2 separate regions of the Canis lupus genome follow, and region 2 is linked to region 1. Evidence: chromatin contacts called from public Hi-C data. All regions are on one chromosome and are shown on one strand. The core of a region is the stretch at or near the end of the contact, and the rest is flanking DNA. Distances in the headings are between cores, read along the strand shown.

Evidence for each region. Hi-C and Micro-C count contacts between places; a contact is called where the count stands out from the background.
Region 2: a Hi-C map of skin fibroblasts shows a contact between it and region 1, with 1.7 times the contacts expected there. The contact joins the enhancer-like site here to the promoter of CHRNA6 in region 1. A contact is called at or near these places in 3 of 9 Hi-C or Micro-C datasets (amygdala, blood and skin fibroblasts).

The regions. Positions count from the first base shown.
Region 1 is chr16:23,721,724-23,728,807 of UU_Cfam_GSD_1.0, forward strand. It overlaps CHRNA6 (neuronal acetylcholine receptor subunit alpha-6), which reads left to right and starts at 4,653. Exons shown (of 5, transcript XM_038559229.1): 1 at 4,653-5,097.
Region 2 is chr16:23,786,035-23,793,118 of UU_Cfam_GSD_1.0, forward strand. No RefSeq gene overlaps it. Among named protein-coding and RNA genes, the nearest start is that of CHRNB3, 13 kb to the left of the region's middle. Within about 2 kb of position 3,772, at least 7 of the 20 cell types and tissues checked have an H3K27ac peak or open chromatin away from gene starts, as enhancers often do.

The DNA.
Region 1 (7,084 bases), core at 3,403-5,902:
TTTTAGAACGAGTGAGGCAATGGCTTTCACTAAGCAACTGGAGGGGGGAAACGCTTAAAATAATACTAATAATTAAAAGTTTCATATTAGTAGTATCACTTTTTTTTCCCTCAGAAAACCTCCAAATTGGGATCCCTGGGTGGCGCAGCGGTTTGGCGCCTGCCTTTGGCCCAGGGCGTGATTCTGGAGACCCGGGATCGAATCCCACGTCGGGCTCCCGGTGCATGGAGCCTGCTTCTCCCTCTGCCTGTGTCTCTGCCTCTCTCTCTCTCTCTGTGTGACTATCATAAATAAAAAATAAATAAATAAATAAATAAATAAATAAATAAATAAATAAATAAGAGAAAACCTCCAAATTGAACTTAGTGTCTACAATAACCCAAAAGGAACCCAACAATGAGCCTCTGAAGCTTATCAGTTTCCTGACACATTCATTCTCTAGAATATTATTTTTAAAAGGGATGAGGTGGGGTGACTGGGAGCAGAAATTGGGAAAACTATGAGACCAGCCACAGATACCTCCCCCCAGGGTTAAGAATCCCCAGGAATTAGATGTCACTTTTTATTTGATACACATAAGGGTATGGAGCTGTAGGATCCTCAGTTTTTATCAGATTATAGCTTTGGAAACGTTAAGCTGCATTACGTCTTCCTTTTTCCTTTTGGGATGGGCTAAGAGGAATGAGGGGGCCCAGGAGGTGGGGGGGGGGAGGGCAAGATAGACTCTTCCCAGGTTGATGAATCTCACCTTCCCTTCAGCCTTTCCACCTCCATAAACCATGTTGCTTCTGGTTGGTTTGAGAGCACAGCTGAACTAATGACTGGAATATGAACACGAAGTGGTAACCAGCAACACCAGGAAAAGACAAGATGTCTTTCATTCTTTCGTTTCTTGAATTAAATTAAAAAAATTTTTTTTAAGTGATACTTCTTTTCTTCTGTGTATTTGGTTTTAACTTCTCTCCCTGCAATTTTCAGAAAGGGATTGAAACAGGATGTAAACCCAGAATTGAATTACAAAACTCAAGCATTTTTCTGATGATGAGAGGAGAGTGTAAACGTTTTCTTTGAGTGGGAGAATGTATATTCTACATAAGCATTTAAAATACAGCACATTTTTCCTGTAAATTCAGGCCCAGGAGCTATCCAATTTTGTTGGCTGTCTGCAGTGGTAAGAGAGTGAGAGGAGCACCTGGCTGGCTCAGTTGGAAAAGTGTGTGACTCTTGATGTTGGGGTCATGGGTTCAAGCACCACGTTGGGGGAAGAGAGTACTAAAATAACAAAATAAACTTTAAAAGAAAAGAGAGACAGTGAGTAAAAATGACAAGAAAAATTGGGTAGGGAGAGGTGAAATCATCTCTAACACTGAATTTAATCACATTTTTCTGGTGACAGAGCTGGAGGAGGTTAAGTAACTTGTCCAACATCCTCCAAGTATCAGTACCAGAATCTAAATACAGGTCTGTTTGACTCCAAAGTCCATATTCTTCCCTCTGCATTCTTGGTCTCCGGTGAGGCTCTTCTGTGACCTCCGCTTGTTACATCCCCTATCCTCCCATTCTGCACCTTGACTCCTGGGGACAGGCGGTGTGTTCCTGGAAGAAAGCAGAGCTGATTGGGACTCATTCCAGGAGATTGCTCTAGAGTGGTTCATTAAGGTGACAGGTGATGGCTATAGAGGATTGATGGATAAAACAAAAGATGTGAAACAACAGTTTTCTTTTTCTTTTTTAAAGGTTGATTTATTCATTTGAGAGAGAGAGAGAGTGAGCATGAGGAGCAGCAGAGGGAGAAGGAGTAACAGGCTCCCCACTGAGCAGGGAACCTGGTGTGGGACTCGATTCCAGGACCCGGGATCACAACCTGAGCTGAAGGCAGACGCTTAACCACTGAGCCACCCAGGCACCCTGGAACAACAGTTTTCTTGACAGACTGCAGCGTCCGTCTGGTAGAAAGTGTGAAGAACAAATCATTTAAAGCCCGAGAAATAGAGTTGAGGGTGTTGGTGCTTTGGAAAACAGCCAACTTGATTTGTGTTTCACTCCAAAAATGAGTGAGGCATTGCCTCATTTCAGGATATGACCTGGCATTTTATCCATCATGGTTAAGTGTTGTCCAGGCTTTTCTCTTTATCACCTTAGATTCTCTCCAGACTCCACAGGACATTCCAGCAAAGGACAAAAGCCCATCTGCTAAGGGGAGCACTTCAGTAACATCTTCAGATGACATATCTAAAGCAGGCAGGCAGCCAGCACTTGTCTGGTCTAAGTTTGGTTCTATATGTTGCTTCCTTTTTCATTCCCTCAAGAGATATGTGGTTAATAGAATTTTGAGGAAAGTCATTGGTCTGAACTCTGCACAATTGCAAAGTGTACTGTCTTTGGGATAACGTCACAGAATGTTTGGGTGGGAAGGACCCAAGGGATCATCTTCCAGTCTCATTCTTCTTCTTTTCCCCAGCTTTCTGGAGGCCTAATTGACAAATAAAAATTATATATATTTGAGGTCTACAGTGTGATGATTTGATATGCATGTGCATTGTGAAATGACTCTACAGTCAAGCTAATCAACATATCCATCGCCTCACTTGGTAATCATTTGTGTATGTGTGTTGGTGAGAGCACTTCAGATCTATTTACCTAGAAAAAATTTTTTTAATTTTAATTAAAAAAAATTTTAAGTAAACTTTATGCCCACTATGGGGCTGGAACTCGTGACCCTGAGCTCAAGAGTCACGTGCTCTACCAACTGAGCCAGCCAAGTGCCCTTCTCTTAGCACATTTAAAGTATATATTAACTATAGTCACTGTAGTGTGATTAATCAGTCACCAGAACTGATTAATTTTATAACTGAAAGTCTGGATCCACTCTCCTACTCTCTGCTTCTATGAGTTTGACTTTTTTAGATTTCATACATTCACGAGATTGTACAGTATTTGTCTTTCTCTGTCTGGCTTATTTCACTGAGCACACTGTCCTTCAGGTTCATCCATGTTGTCCAGGTGGCAGGATTTCTCATGGTTGAATAATATTCCACACAATATGCACATACACACATCATATCTTTGTCCATTCACCCATCGACAGACACTTAGGTTGTTTCCGTACTGTGATTATTGTGAACAATGCTGCCATCACAGAGAAACCAGATATCTCCCTGAGATACTGATTTCATTTCCTTTGAATTTATTTCTAGAAGTAGAATTGCTAGATAATATGGTAATTCTTTCTTTATTTTTTTCCAAGAAAATAGACCAACCACCACCACCATATTTTAGTTTACTCTGATCTAAAGAGAAAGATGTCAAATGAAAACCTAGAACATGTACATACATGCACACCTTCCCAAACCCAGATAACCTAAAAGAAAAGATAACAAAATTCTGTTCGACAGATAAATTTATCTTCTATAAGATGTTTCCATACCCCATTCCATGTCTTGCAGCCAACTGGGGCTTCAGAATAGCAGCTTTTCCCCGGCCAGCTTCTGAGCCTTGGTTTTTATTTTTTATGCTCTTTAACATGGGCACATTTTTCAGCGTGTCAGACAAAATGAGAAAGCAGATCTTGCCGCCATGGATGTATACCTGCCCCAGCTGTGCCACTTGGCCTTCTCTATATGTGAGTGTGATGTTGGCCACCCAGCAATTCATGTTGCCCTTTGCCTCAAAGAGTTTCCCACGATACACATTGCTGGTTTTATCTCACGTGTCACCACGTGACCCTCAGGCCTGCCTAGGACTTTATTCGGCACACGTATCAGGAAGAGAGTTCTCACTGGCTCCGCTTACTCTTCCTTTTGAGGGCGGGGGCAACTCTGGTAGCTGTGAAGGTGTGAGCCAAGTAAATCGTGGGTCTCTGCTCCTGGTAGTTCCTTTTTTAAACTGAAGAAATATATATTTTATTTATTTATTCATGAGAGACACAGTGAGAGAGGCAGAGACATAGGCAGAGGGAGAAGCAGGCTTCTCCTTCCAGGGAGCCTGATGTGGGACTCAATCCCAGGACCCTGGGATCACATGCTGGGCCTAAGGCAGATGTTCAACCTCTGAGCCACCCAGGTGCCCCCGTTGCCCATTTTTTAATTGGATTTTTTTTATATTGAGTTTTAGGAGTTCCTTATATATTTTGAGTATTAATCCCTTATCAGACATGTGGTTGCAAATATTTTCTCTCATTCTGAGGTCACTTTTTCCTTTTGTTGTAGGCCTATCTCCTCTTTAACCAATAACAAAATCTGACCAGAAGGCCCAGTTCATCAGAATCCCATCGACACTAAACTTATAGAGACAAGAAGAAACCTATAAGAAAACCAGTTGATGACAAGGATGTTGAAATAAACATAGGGCTGTCCAGGTGGCATTCTGTGTTCCATACTCATCCCCTCTGGTTCTCAGATACCTAATCTCTAGTCCTGGATGGTGATTCCTGAACTCAGAAAGACAAAACACTAAAAGCCCTGGAGTCAAAATCAGATGAATCCTGTTCTAAGCCATGCTTATTAAGACAGGAAACTCCTATTTTAGTAAGTTTTTTAGTAACAAGGATGGCCTTGATTAACCAGAGAATTCGGTGAATCAGAATACACTGCCTGGGACCCTAGCACATGCTGTGCCTGTACTTGGGGCTCAGTAAACGAGTGTTTCTCCCCCAAGAATTACTGCCCAAACTGTGCTACAGAAAGATCTAAGCCAGGCAATGTTTTCCATTCTGCCTGCCTACCGTTTCCTCGGCGCTTTCCTTCACTGTTCTTACACAAAAAGAGATCTAGGGTGACAGCAAAGTGATGACTCATCTGACATCAGATTGAATCCTTTTTATTTGCCCTTGTGTGAGCCCCACTTTATGATATTGGGAACATCCGTGTTAGGTTTGTGAATGTTTTTATTTCACAGAAGACACACATGGACTGCAGTGGGACTCTAATGATTTAAAGGTCTGATGCATGTGGCTGTCTGAAAGGTCTTTGTTTTCCACAATCCTTTGACTATAAAAGGAATCAAAGTGTGTTTTAATCATGCTGACCAGCAAGGGCCAGGGATTCCTTCACTTTGGTCTGTGCCTCTGCTCCTGTATATTCATTCCTTGCTTGAAAGGTAGGTCTTATTTCTGTTTTTTCTCATATTCTCTTTTATGGCTACATGTGTTTACTTTTCTAGTTGTGCTCGACTGAGCACAGGTGAAATGCCCTATGTCTGAATATGTAGAGGGTCTGCAGAGGGATTACTACGGTTATAACTGCTAATTAATCTATTTCTTACTGGGGAAGTTTAACATGTAACATGAGATTTAGGGGGTGGGGTGGAGAGGACGATGAAACACTGTAAACCATATTTTATTGTCCCACTAAAAAACTGGTGGTGATAATAATGATGCAGTTTTCTATCCATACTTTCTCTGGATATATTTAGCTGACTTACTTGTATTTGTATTGAATATATCTTTTTAAAGCTGTGATTTATTTGTTAGCTGATACTATTACTTACTCCATGAACCCTTCCATTTTGAAGGTAATCATCATTGTTTTGGGAAGCATGTCATATTACTGTGCTGGAATGGATCCTAAGAGTAAGATCACTCATTTTAAAAGTTAAGACTTGGAAACAGCTAGCTGCTATTCTGCTGAAGAAAACCACATTTCCACGTGCTTTTGGCTTTGCAGGGTTTGCTCTTCAAGACTGATGGAGGCTTTACCTATGCTGTCTCGGGTGGGGGGCATGGATAATGGGGTAATGGAGAGAATTGTTTATTGTCTGTTTTATGTAGAAATATTGCTACCCTTATTGATTATGGTAACAAGAGTGCTATTTTATTTATTTATTTATTTATTTATTTATTTATTTATTTATTTATTATTTATTTTTTTAAGAGTGCTATTTTACATTTAAAATTGTTCTTCCCTGCTGGAATCTCAGAGTTTCAGTGTTTCCAAGTCCATTTGTCAAATGACTATTTAGTGATACAACAGCTATCCTTTTGTTCATTTTTGCTGATTTTCAGTCCCTTTAATTTTCTTTCTTTCAGAGGGATTTCTAATCCCTCTGGGAAATTTGTAGAATAGTACTTCAGATGTCAAATTTGGCTTCTGTAAGGGATACAGAGGGGTATGAATGAAATGAATTATGTCAAATGAAGGCATGAAGGCCAAGTAACCTCCTTTTGATGCATTCTTGGAAGAATACAGACATACACATTAAACTATCTAAAATTTAGTGATTAAAATGCTATTATTTAAGGACTAAATTTGAATTCTTTTGAAACTATTTGTTTGCCCTAAAAACTTTGCACTTACACAAATCTCCAGAATAATTGAACTCAAAGCTGATTTTAAAAAGGATTATGGCTTGTTAAGATCTTAATACAATTACTAGTTATTTCAATTTGCTTGGAGAAGCTTCCCTAGCTAAATACCTCACTGTTGTAGAAACAGGTAGTTGAATCAGTATTTTGACAAGAAAGGGCAGGACTTTTCCATAATAACCAAATCAGTAAGATCGTCATCCTCAGTGACATAAACAAGAATTGGATTTCATGCTATCCCTTTATATTCGCGGTGTATTAGACTTCTACGAGTGCTCTTGCCAATATTATTTTATTTGCTATCACAATAGTTATGGGACGTAGGCATTTTACCCTTTTTATCTTCAGGGCAAAGGTAACCAACTGAGGCCCCGAGAGGCATATACAACGGGCACACAAGTCTGTGTGGGTGGACAGAACGCAGGCCAGGAGTGCTCAGTTACTTGGACACCCCACTGCTCATGTCACTTGGTGATGGAAGCTGCCAGAACCTTCCCCACCCCTGTGAGCACTCTCTCTGCTTCTCTAACTCTTCCCTCTGTTTGGCCATGCAGGCTCTGCAGGCTGTGCATCTGAAGAGAGGCTCTTTCACAAACTGTTTTCTCATTATAACCAGTTCATCAGGCCTGTAGAAAATGTTTCTGATCCCGTCACAGTGCATTTTGAAGTGGCCATCACACAGCTGGCTAATGTGGTAAGTGCCGTCAGTTCACATGTTCCTGGAGGAACCCTGACTCTGCAGAGAGCAGTGGGGGTCGCAGAGCAATTCTCAAACACTGTCCT
Region 2 (7,084 bases), core at 2,522-5,021, 63 kb after region 1:
GTTTTACGAAGTTCTCACCTATCTCTCCTTACAGCTTCCCTTCCCTGAAAAAGACACTCATCTTGTCTCCATACCACTCTAGAAACCTCAAATAATCACTTCAGTGAGATTAGACTCTTGGTGATAGCAGACCTCAAATAAACAGGAAGAGAAATTGTCTTTAAGAAGCTTCTGCTTTGGGTCCCTATAGACATAAGGAACCCAGCTCCTTTCTTGGAAAATGTAGAAATACAACATACAAAGAACAAAACACAAATCCTTACTTCAAAAAAGCATCCTGTTTTGAACCATTGTGTGCATGTTCCCTCATCTGTTCTCTGACCAACAATAAACATGAGCTGGGCTATGGGTTGGGTCTATCAAAACAAATAATCAGAGGTCTCCACTATCGATGGAGGAGAAGTGTGTATTCTAGCATCCCAAGCAGAACCTCTGCTCATCTATCACTGACCAAATGTGCTCTATGTAAAGAGTGAGCTCGCTTACCCTGAGGCTCTGGAATGCTCTTCAGACCACTTCCATACGACATGTACTCATGATAGTCACAAAAACACAGTGAAAGGTGAGAGAAAGCAGATGTGCTTTCAACTGAAGATTTGAAAAGTTACAATAAATATATATATTTTTACAATAAATATTTTTTGTTATTTATTTTTATATATTTTAGTTCTTTAAGTAATCTCTGCATCCAATGTGTGGCTCAACCTTTACAACCCCAAAATCAAGAGTTGCACACTCTATCAACCGAGCCAGCCAGGTGCCTCCAATCAGTATTCTTTTTAATTGTAAAAGTAGTATAATCCTCACCGTAAATTTTTGTAAAAGATTTTATTTACTTATTTATTCATGAGAGACACACAGAGATAGGCAGAGACATAAGCAGAGGGAGAAGCAGGGTCCTCGCAGGGAGCCAGATGTGGGACTCAATCCCTGGACTGGGATCTCGCCCTGAGCTGAAGGCAGACGCTTAACCGCTGAGCCACCAGGGAACCCTCCTCACTGTAAACTTTAAGAACACTTATGGTCCACCTTCCTAATCTAACCACCATCAAGATCTTGGGGATCCCTGGGTTGCTCAGTGGTTTGGCGCCTGCCTTCAGCCCAGGACATAATCCTGGAGACCCAGGATCGAGTCTCGTGTCGGGCTCCCTGCATGGAGCCTGCTTCTCTCTCTGCCTGTGTCTCTGCCTCTCTCTCTCTCTCTGTGTCTCTCATGAATAAATAAATAAAATCTTTAAATAATTAAAAAAAAAGATCTTGCTCTACACACACCTAGACACATACACACAATATTGCATAGTTTTTATCTACCTTATAGAAAGTTTATCCTCAGCAGAACTGTTACTATTTGTAACATAAAACTTGATACCATTAAAAAGGAGAATGTGTTAATATCAACTTAGAGAAAAAAAAGAAACTTTTAGAAATTATTTCATGATCTGCATGAAGACAAATGGAAGAATTGTAGATGGTTCCATAGTACAATTAAGTAGATTCAGAGCTGGTTGAGCAACCATAGATAGGGAGTTGATTAGCAAGTAGAGTCAACCGAAAAGAAGGTCTCTAGTGACATTTTCTCCTGTGGCAGCATGGCTCTGACACACTTAACATCTCCCAAATATTTTCTTTCTTTTTCTTTCTTTCTTTCTTTCTTTCTTTTCTTTCTTTCTTTCTTTCTTTCTTTCTTTCTTTCTTTCTTTCTTTCTTTCTTTCATTCTTTCTCTTTCTTTCTTCTTTTTTTTTTTTTTTTTAAGATTTTATTTATTTGAGAGAGGGAGAGAGAACACACACAGAGGGAGAGGGAGAAGCAGACTCCTCGCTAAGCAGGGAGTCTGGGCCTTGATCCCAGGACTCCAGGACTCCAGGACCATGACCTGAGCCAAAGGCAGATGCTTAGCCTGCTTAGCAACCCAGGCGCTCCTCCCAAGTACTTTCTTAAAGGCATGGAAGACATCCTGTCAGATTTGCAAATAACACAAAAATAAGAGGATCAACTTGGTTGCCGAGGTTCCCTTGCAATAGTAAACTATACAACCTTGTCATCCACTGTTGTGACAGAAGCAAGACTCAGAACAACCTCAAAACGCTGGGATGCTGACCCTACAGACAAAGTACAATAGATTATAATGACATTTGTGTGAATTGGGACAAAATATGTCAATTTCTACAAAATTTTTTTAAACATTTAGAAAAATTAAATATATTGAGGTTATTATTAATGCATTGCCTTTATTGAAATTATATAATACTGACAGCATCGTGGTTCCCATAAGAATGGTGTCCAGGGCAGCAGCTCTACCTTGCCAGAGGCACCTGGAACCATCTTGTTTAGAGCAATGTGGGTTTTTTTTTTTTTTTAAGATTTATTTATTTATTTTTATTTATGATAGACACACAGAGAGAGAGAGAGAGAGGCAGAGACACAGGAGGAGGGAGAAGCAGGCTCCATGCCGGGAGCCCGACGTGGGACTCGATCCGGGACTCCAGGATTGCACCCTGGGCCAAAGGCAGGCACCAAACCGCTGCACCACCCAGGGATCCCCAGAGCAACGTGTTTTAAGAAAGCTAAATATGCTCATCTAGGGGAGTCAAGAGACCCAGGATCTGGAAAGTAGGCCTTATGACAAATGATGAAAGAGCAAGGGGTTTTGATTAGGAAAAAAGATGTCTTAGGGGAACAACTGCCTTTTTGCTGTGGAAAATTTTGCTATGTGACAGCAAACCCCTTGACACCAACATCATTTTACTAGCAAGGAAAGTGAATCCGAGGGAGGTGGTGTCATGGTCCGGTGGCACACAGCTAGATGATGGTGGAATCAGGGTCAGAATCATGTGCCACGCGGCTTCATAAGATACCCATAACCAGACTGTCCATTTATACAGAAATGGAGAAATGGGAGTGGAGAGAACACACACCCTGCCTTCTGCAGGTTCAGCACCTCTGTCTCTCCCCAGTTATTCATCACACTCTTCTTTGGGCCCCTCCTTGGGTCTCGCCTCAGTCATTCCTGCAGCTGCCTATCTCCCTGTGCGTCTAGCCAGCATTTCTAGAACTTCCAATACTCTTCTTACCACCAGTGGGATGTTTTGTGGGAGGGATTCAGGAGGGGCGTCAGTGTTCATAGGAATCAGAAGGCCGAGAATTTCATAGTATATGACTTTGAAAGTCTCACTGCCCTCCTAAATAATCTCCTATCCTTCGACGGCTAACATTTCACTCTCACGGTAATTCTTTGGCTTTCCAATTTACTAAATTCAAACAGCCTGGGAGGAACCGCACTTTTAATGCAGAGTCTCAACCGTTTCCTTCCTTTGCACTGCTCGCTTGTGTGACGTCCTCCCTATAGAAGCATTTCTCGTCACCCTCAGAGATTAGAAAGTCATAGCATCTAAATAACGTGTCAGATTACTTCCGTGGCTCCCGGGAATGCTTTGCATTTCTCCAGCTCGGCGTTAGCAGGGCCGGGGCCCCAGGGAAAGGACTCGGCGACGCCGGCAGGTGTGGACGGGACTTGGGGGCCCCCTGGTGGACGGCAGGGCGCACTGCGGGTAAGGGGACATGGGTTTTCCGCGGTGTTTGTTCCTTACATTTTAAAGTCATAAAAATAAACGGAACTAAAAACAGGCTGCCTACACCCAAAAACCCAAGCGCCAGGAGGCAACGGGCTGCTGGAATTCCTAAAGGCCGCACGCATCCTCCCCTGGGCGGCACGGGGTCGACGGCGGCGGGGCGCGGAGCAGGTGCACCCGCGCCCAGCACCCGCCGGCGGCCAGTGTGGGAGGAGGCTGGCACCCAGGAACCGTCTCCAAACAGCGCGCACGGCACGTTCCCCACACCTGCCGGTGCTTGCGAGACGCGCACGTGTCCGGCTGCTTTCCCCAGGCTCCCGGGCCCGTGGGGCGGCCGTGGGCGCACTTGTTTCACCGCCGTCCAGGTGGAGCCGCCACCGGGGCCGGGAGGACACGCTGGATGGCAGGGGCCCCACCCCAGGAGGGCCCACCCCAGGAGGCCGCCAGGCGGGGAGGAGGGCCCCGGGGTGCGCAGGGCTGCGGTGGGGGGCAGCCCCAGGGAGGGCCCCGGGGAGGAGGGGCTGCTGCTGCTCTTCTCTTACAAAGAGGATTGAGGAAGACACTTTGTGGGACACACTATGTCACTGCTCACGAAGGGGACAGTCTCCTGCAAAGTGGGGCGGCAGGCAGCAAGCTTTTCCCGATGACCAAAGACCAAAGACCAAGGAGGAGACGCAGGGGAAACACCGGCCGGGCCGCAGTGCCGTGGTGTCCGGGTGGAGAGGCCGCAGGTGCTCGGCGTGTGGGGACCAGCTGACGGGGTGGGGGGCATCCGGAGCAGAGCACTGTAGGCCCCAAAGCCATCTGGGGTCCTGTCTGCTGTGGCCCCCCGCTGGGAGCGGCTCCATTTGGGCCTAGAAATGGATTTCAACACTTTTCATGTCATCCTCTGCTTGTGCCTCTTCCCTGACTTGACTGCATCCTATTGGAAGGACGGCGTCTTCCTTCGCTGTGGTCAATTTACCACCTTAACTCTCCAGTACTTCTTCCTGGCCCGGGAAACCGTGCAGCCGTTCCTGGGCAGAGTGGCCAGGCCTGAGGTTTGGTTTCCACCCTGACCTTTGACGAGCATTTTATTTCACTCCGGACTCATCTTCAGCAGCCGCTGCTGGTTTAGTGCTAGAAAGCGAGTGGTCAGGCAGCCAGGGAGGAGAGTTTACACCACAGGCTGCGGTGGGTTTAGCTTGTTCCTTTTTTTAAAAAATTTATTTATGATAGTCACACAGAGAGAGAAAGAGAGTCACAGGCAGAGGGAGAGGCAGGCTCCATGCACCAGGAGCCCAACGTGGGATATCAATCCCGGGTCTCCAGGATCGCGCCCTGGGCCAAAGGCAGGCGCCAAACCGCTGCGCCACCCAGGGATCCCGGTTTAGCTTGTTTTAAGAATCAGCCCTGCAGTGAAGGGAGCTTCATCTTAGCCCTTCCTGGTAGGAGTGTTGGTGAGGCCCGCTGCTGCCCGGCTGGGCTTCCCCACCCAGGCCAGGAATCTGGGGTGCCCACCCCACATGCCCTAAGGGGCTGCCAGGAGCTGAAATGAGGCGGTGCTGGGGTCTACACAATTGAGGCCAAATATGTAAACAGGAGCGAGGAATCTGGGCTGAGTCCGAATCCCTCAGGAGTCAGAGGGACTTGGGAACAGAGCAGGTGGTAGAGAACAAAATTGGAAGGGAGCAAGAAAAGAGAGTCTTGGATTTCAGCCATGAGTGCACCCAACTGGAAGCTCAAAGGTCTGTTTTATTGAGGTCCAGACAGGTGGTGTGTGTGTGTGAGCTACCCTAAATAATAGCACTGGACCAGGGCTTGGTTGCAAGGAACTAATCAGTAATTATCCATAAAAGGATTGTGGTGTGTGGGAAGAACACTGGCCTAAGAGTCAGGAACACTGAGTTTTGCTGCTAATGAATAGTGTGACCTTGGATAAGTAACTTTTAGTGGCATTAGATTCCTCATCTATCCAGTAAAAAAGTTGGATTAAATCAGTTCTCAGTGCTCCCTTGGGGAGCTTTTAAAAATACTGATGCCTAGGTATGCACCCAGGAACACTGATCTTATTTTGTTTTTAATTAATCTGTACACCCAACATGGGGCTTGAAGTCAATATCCCAATATCAAGAGTCTGGTGCTCCACCGACTGGGCCAGCCATGTGCCCCTGAGATACTGATTTGAGCTGGTCCACTGTGAAACCCAGCAATCATATAAATTTTAAGTCCTCCAGGTAATTCCAATCTATAGCCAAAGTGTCAAACAATAGATCAGATGAACTCTGCTTCCCTTAAATTTGATAATTCTATGAGTCTGTGTTATAACCAAGATGACCAACCATCTGATTGGCTTGGGACAATCCTGGTTTAAAAACTGAAAGTCCCCTGTCCCAGAAGATCCTAGGTTTGAGCCACATCATTCCCCCTCTGACATCAGTACAAAAAGAAAGAAGAGAGGTATGCTCACAGCTCTAGGTGTGTGTGTGCTGGGGGTGGGGGAGTATTGTATGTGACTGTAGGCTGATGAGCTTTATGACTCCACCTGTGACATAATTGCCATGTGTACAGTTAAGTACACATTTGGGTAAAACCTACCTTGCATGAATTTCTAAAGATTATAGGTCAATCATCCTGGCCTATTTCCTGTTCTCCAGCCTGATGCTTTAAGAAATTATGCTCCCCACCCCCTACTTTCTGACTCTAGTAAAACAAAGAAAAAATAAAGGTAGAACAGTTTTGAAAAACATTTACTCATCTAACAGATATCCATTCAATCTTTACCTACTGATTCTTCTCCCTTTCTACTCTATATCCAATTCCCCACAAAGTCATATTTTCTCTATCTTCAAAACATACCCCAAATCTCAAAACATATCCCTTCTGTCTCCAATTACCTTAGTGCTGTGGTTTTCAGAATTGAGGGGTGTTAGAATCACCTGGTAAGATTGTTAAAATAATAATTCCAGAACCCAGAATTTCTGATTCAAGAGGTCTGAGTGGTACCCACTGTACACAGCTCCAACAAGGCCCCAGGTGCATTCCTCTTTTTTTTTTTAAGATATTATTTATTTATTCATGAGAGACACAGAGAGAGGCAGAGACACAGGCAGAGGGAGAAGCAGGCTCCCTGCAGGGAGCCCGATGCGGGGATGTGACCCCAGACCCCAGGATCACACCCTGAGCCAAAGGCAGACGCCATCCAGGTGTCCCTACCCACTGCATTCCAAGGCAATGCATGCAGATGGAGCAGGGTAGGATGCTGGACTCCAGAAGAACATCACTCTTGGGCTGTGAGTTTAAAAAAAAAAATGGTGTTAATATATACATAACATAAAACTTACATAAAATCTTAACCATTTTTAAGCATACAGTTTGTAGTGTTAAGTACATTCACATTGTTATGCAACCATCACCACCATCTATCTCCAGAACTCTTTTAATCTTACAAAACTGAGGGGCACCTGAGTGGCTCAGTGGTTGAGTGCCTGCCTTCGGCTCAGGTCATGATCCCGGAGTTCTGGGATCGAATCCC